2 separate regions of the Ovis aries genome follow, and region 2 is linked to region 1. The links are chromatin contacts, called in public Hi-C maps. All regions are on one chromosome and are shown on one strand. Each heading gives the region's core, a stretch centred on a gene start, on an enhancer-like site or on the middle of the called end of the contact. The rest is flanking DNA. Distances are from core to core; before and after follow the strand shown.

Evidence for each region. A called contact is a pair of places that touch in the nucleus more often than the background predicts.
Region 2: a Hi-C map of tail adipose tissue shows a contact between it and region 1, with 2.6 times the contacts expected there. The contact joins the enhancer-like site here to the promoter of ARHGAP35 in region 1. A contact is called at or near these places in 5 of 16 Hi-C or Micro-C datasets (hypothalamus, liver, muscle and 2 more).

The regions. Positions count from the first base shown.
Region 1 is chr14:53,717,031-53,719,832 of ARS-UI_Ramb_v3.0, forward strand. ARHGAP35 (Rho GTPase activating protein 35) reads left to right here and starts at 1,410. Exons shown (of 8, transcript XR_003591585.3): 1 at 1,410-1,508.
Region 2 is chr14:53,769,668-53,772,469 of ARS-UI_Ramb_v3.0, forward strand. The region is part of intron 2 of ARHGAP35 (Rho GTPase activating protein 35); the gene reads left to right. Among named protein-coding and RNA genes, the nearest start is that of ARHGAP35, 53 kb to the left of the region's middle. Within about 2 kb of position 1,339, at least 25 of the 54 cell types and tissues checked have an H3K27ac peak or open chromatin away from gene starts, as enhancers often do. A contact at or near this core is called in liver and tail adipose tissue, where this site is marked.

The DNA of each region.
Region 1 (2,802 bases), core at 160-2,659:
ATTCTACTTTTAAGATGAAGAGACTGAGCAAAGAAACGAAAAATGCAATAAGAAACATAGCTTTTCTTCATGCATTCCTTAAATATTGACTGGGTTCCCAGAACACTCATCTTCCACGATCCGTACTTCCGGAGGGCTCCCAGAGGAACCCCTCTTCAGTTCAGAGGAAGGAACTCAGGGGTTACAGCGGTGCCCCTTCCCATCACTACTATTTCCCCTCTGGGCGCCCAAACTGACATTTGATTTGCAGTCATTGGCACAATGTTGACTTGGAGGCCAGGGATGTATGCGGGACCAGGCCCTCTCCCGTCTCCCGAGATTTGGGGATCACGGAACCCAAAGCAACTTGTAATAATGCGCGCGTTGCCTGCAAATTTTCTTCGCTGCCAGGGAAAAGAGCACGCGCTTCGCAGCCCCGCCCCTTCTTCCGGAACGACGAATTTCGAGGCTCCTATTGGGCTGGGGAGGGCCACGCCTCCCCGTGTCCCCCAATCAGCTCCCCACTGGGTGCACTCCCTCCTCCTCAGCCCCGCCTCACCGCCCCACGTTACGTCGCTCCTTCTCTCCTCCTCCGTTATCCCGGGGGCTGCGCTCGCGCGGCAAACCCACCTCCCCTTGCCTCTTATTGGCTGGTCAGGTCCCGCGCGAGCGGGATCGCGCCCTTCGCCCCCGCCCCCAAAGCCGGGCCATGCCTCTCCCCTCCCGCTTTCTCCAAGAGCCGGCGCGAGAAGGGTTTTGGTTGCTTCTGGTGCGCGCAAGGGTGCGCGCGCCTCTCGAGGACCACTCCCTCCGCCTCGCGCGAGTAGCCGCAGCGGCTGGCAGTCCTACCCGCGCACGCGCTCTTGTCCACTCCAGTCCTCTGCTCAGTCGCGGGTCTCGCGCTCTGTCTGGCGCTGCAGCCACCGCAGTAGCGGCATTTTGTGTGTGTGTGTTGCGGGGGGGGGGGGTGCGGGGGGGAAGAGAGCGCACGCGCACTGCGCCCTCCGCGCCGGTTCCCTGGACGCGGCCGCTGCGGTGGCAGTGAGTCCCTCGGGCGCGCACGCGCTCTCGCTTCTCCCCGCCACGCGCCGGTTATCCCCTCGCGGCGCGCGCTTCAGGGGCCGTTATCCCCCTGCAACGGTCCCCGCGCCACGCACGCGCAGTAGAGAGGGGGAGCGCGCGCGGGAGCGGCGGCCGCAGGAAGGAGGCGCCGCCGCCGCCATTGCGAGGGAGGGAGGGAGCGAGCGAGAGAGGCTGGTCCGCCCTCCCCCTGGTTCCCGCCCCTCCCCCCTTCCCCTCCCCGCCCCCCCGCCCCGAGGGAGAGCCGCGGAGCGGCGGGAGGAGGTGGAGGAGGCGGAGGAGGGAGCCCGCGAGGGAGGGTCCGCCCGGCCCCCCGCCGCCGGAGCCGCCGCCGCCGCCGCCGCCGCCTCAGCCGCCGCTGGACGAGGAGCAGCAGAACATGGCGCCGGGGCCGCCGTCGCCGCTGCCGGGATCCCGAAGGCCAGGGCGGCGCTGAGGGCGCCCAGCTGGTGAGTGCGCGAGCTCGCGGGCCCGGGCGGCGAGGCCGGGCGCCGCCCCACTGCGGGGTCCAGGGGGAGGCGGGGACGGCGGGGCCCGGAGCCCGCGAACAATGGAGGAGCCGGAGGGGGAGGGGAGGGAGCGGCCCCCCAGCCCCCGGGCTCCGTCGGCCCCGCCGCCTCGCGCTGCGGCCCGGCCAGCCGGGGCCCGCCTGCCCTTCGGACTTGCCCCTGCCCGCCGCAGCCCTGCTGTCGCCGCGTCTGCCCCCACCCTCCAATCCATTGAGATCTCCGTGTCTGCCTCGGCTTCCCCCCACCCCCCGACTCCAGCCACTCTGCTCCCAATTCTGCGCCTCCGCCTTCTCTCTTCCGCCCCTCAGTAATGCCTTTCGCCCCCCCCCCCCACCCCTAGACTCTGCAGTGCTCTTGGGACCCTCCCGCATCCCTGAATTCTGGACCCCCACGTTCAGATTCGTGACCCTTCTGCCTCCTCCGATCCCGCTCTCAGCACCCTGGGTCCGTCCCCTATGTCCTGTTCCCCTCCGCTGCTGCACCCCCAGGAGCTGTCCGTCTAGGACCTGCGGTTCCACCTCCTCGGTGATTCATCCGAGACCCTGTTCATCTTGGCACTACTGCCCCCAGGTCTTCTCCTTGGGCTTAATTCCACGTCCCTCTTGGGCCCTACTGCCCACTGACAAAACCTGCCGCCTCCTCCCGGCCCCGCTCCCCATGGGATACCCCTGGACTCTGACCCCTGCCGATCTCGATGCAGTCCCCTGCCCCCTCTTGGACTCCAACGCGCCATGCTCGCCTCCTCCCCTCCGATCTTACTCCATTTTTTGCCATTCAGATCCTTGCCTCTCTTCCAGACCCTTTTGCCTCCCCACTCTGCCCCTCGTCCAGTCTAAGATCTTGCGGTGCCCTCCAGCCTGCTTGCTTTCTGACTTGGCTTTCCTTGAAGCAGCCTCCACCCCCTTCTCCGACCCTGCAGCTCTCTCGTTCCTGCCGTTCAGTTCTCTGACCTTTCTCCCTAACTCAGCCTCGCCGCAGCCTGACGCCCTGCAGTCCTCGGTTGAGGTTTCTTCTCTCCCCCACCTCCTTATTGGCCCTCTTTGGAGCCGTTGCATTCATTTGTTCCCGCTTCCTTTGCCCTGTCTCCCCTTTATTTCTTCTTTGCTGAAGACCTGCTTGCAGCCTGTTTCTCCAAGGCATGTCCTCTCTATTTGGGCCCTTACTGAAAGACTGGGAATTTCTCTCTGATCCATCACCTCCCTTCCCTTCCCATTCTGCATCCCAGACCTGCCCC
Region 2 (2,802 bases), core at 89-2,588, 53 kb after region 1:
GTGCAGTGCACACAGGCTGACACGGGGAGTTGGTTCCCTCACGTGTTTCTTGAAGCGGAGTCTGTGGTGCAGCACTGTCAGTATGAACAAGACGCTCTGAGCCTCAGTCCCTCACATCCTAGGAAGAGCAGCACCATGTCGGAAGAAGAAAAATACTCTGCCCACAGAGAGGGTCCTCATCTCAGCTAAACTTGAAAAACTGTGAAGAAACATTGGCCTTGTGCTTCATTGGAAACGGTTTTTATTCATGTGTCAGCTGCGCATGTGGCTCTAGAACCCAGTCATCTTACAGATGGGTGGAAGGGCACCTTCTCTTGGCTTTTCCTTGCTGTTTGGCGGGCATTCTAATCTTCTTGCCCTGTGAGCTTGGAGGAGCTGTGGGTTGGGCTTACTGTCCCATAAGCAGGAGTTTCCCCTTTACACTCTTGTTTCGGGAGGGCCGAGAGGCCAGGGGCAGATTCCAACCACTATTTCTCCGCGCTGCAACACTGGCATAAACTGTTGGTTTCTTTCTTTCTTTGCTACTTGGTTAGTATCAGGCCTAAGAGTCAGGCATTAAGGAAACTTCTTTTAAGGAAAAAAGTTTTTTCCTTAAAAAAACAACAACAACAAACAACTTCACAGGTTTTTAAGGAAACTGTGAAATGAAGAACAATGGACCATGTTATTTATTCGAAAAATGCCTATCTGTAGGACAAAGTGAAGAGGTTTTGAGCTGACCCAGTCCCTCGTTTTTGTCAGTGGCGTTTCATCATGGAGGTAGGTCACAAAGGAGAGAGGACAGGAGGCTTTGACGTTCGTAGGTCACTGGCCTCTGAACCCTGGCTCTCTCAGTGCTGAGTGTGAATCTCTCTGAGCCCCTGATTTCATATCTGTAGAAAGGGGTTAATAACCCTTACCTTGAAGGGTGTGTGTGAGCTTTCAGATAAGTGCAGAGCGCCTAACACAGCGTGTCCAGCACACGGCCACTCCTGATAAATGCCTCTTATTTTCCCATTTTGCACCCAGTCCGACTCTAAACTTAGACACGCAGATGTGTAGCTTATTCTCAGGGCTTGGTTTCCTCTAGCTGGCTGCTTTTCAGTCCAGCCCACTAATGAGCGAGCCCAGAGGAAGATAGCTGTTGGGATGGTGTTATTTTCTTCTCTCCGAGGACCTGCTGCTGAGAGCACTCTGCCGACGCCCTGATGAGCGACACATGTCTGACCTGGGACTGAGACATCTGGCAGACCACTCAGAAGAATGGCATTTCCATCTCGACATGTGCCCAGTAACCCTTCATGCCTGCGGTGTTGCCTGTCATAGCAACAGTCCTGCCCGACTCTTGGCCTGTACCGCAGTCTTGATTTCCTTCCTCAGAAGGTTTGGAATTAGTTGCGCAAGAATCCCTGCCTGATTTTGTGACACCCTAGAGAGCCTTCAGTTATTTCAAGGGAATATTTTGGCGTTCTGTAAAGCAGAGTTTGTTTAAATCTTAGAGAGAATGAGAGTGAACATCGGGTCATTCAACAAGGGGAGCTGATGCTGTTGCCAGAGCTCACGTTCCATTTGTAATTTGGAGTGCTGAGCTTGATTAGATCTTATTAGACTCTGAGGTGAGAGGGTAAGAGCAGCTCTCTAATTTAGCCTTCCATCTGACGGCAGGGTCTCCTTGACAATGAGTGTTGCCTGTCGGTTGCAGCCTCTGCTCTGAACATTAACAGAGCAGTCTTTCCTTTTTAAAGCTGGGGCGGAGGGGTTGTTTGTTCTTTAAACTTCTCTGGCCAAAATTGCCTCTTTGTCTTTGTCTCATCTCTCCCAACATGACTGTACAAGATAATCTGCTCTCTTTCCATGAAATAGCCCTGGTAGCTGTTTGAAATAGCTGTCATCATGCCCCATTCTTTCTTTGAGCAGCTTAAACATCCCTGGTGCATTTTATGTGAGACTTCATTTCCTTTAGAAGTTCAGGTTGTCAGTGTGCCCTCAGTCACTTATTTGGTCACCCGTGTGTTCGCTGCATCCCAAGGACTCTCAGGGGAAGGTAACGAACCGTAGTGGTTACGAGTGCAGGTTTTGTAGCCAGAACTGACTGGGGCAAGTAACTGAATTTTTCTGGGATTCAGCTTCTTCATCTGTGAAATAGAGTTTTAAACACCCGTACCCACAGATCTATTGTGAATCTGGAATGAAATATACATATAAAGAATTTAAAACAGAATCCGGTACTTAGTTCAGGTGATGGAAGTTAAACTTTCTAGCTAACTTAAACTGTTAGAACACACTTCATCAGCTCGAGTATTGAGAGGGTGGAGGAAGTATGACATTAAGGTTTACTGTCTGTTTACTAGAACTGTGGTCAGAGGCGTTATAGTGATTAGAAATAGCTTCCTGGCAGCTCTCTTGAAGTTTTTTTTTCCATTCCATAACAGCAGTTTATTTGGAAGCCTCAAGGTTTTACTGAAGAACAATGGTATTGTTGTGGTAGTTTCGACTGGCAGATTCTGCCGGATTGGGGTTGGCCAAAAGAATGCCACTTAAATCCAGATGGTCTTCCTTGTGTGTTCAGACCCTGCAGCTTATCGTTTAAATGCTGCGGCCTTAAGAGAGAGCCTCAGTTGACTCATTGTTGTCCGGTTGCTGCTGTGTGTAATGATGGAAAACGCTCAGTCCTCCTCTTTTAGTAACAGCTCACACTCTTGGGCGACTGTGTCCTCTGGGCACCGAGCCACTTCCAGTACATCATATCACTTCACCCTCAGGACCGCCTTGTGAGGAGGGTACTGTCCCCGGGGTGCTAAGCAGCTTGACCACATAGAACCT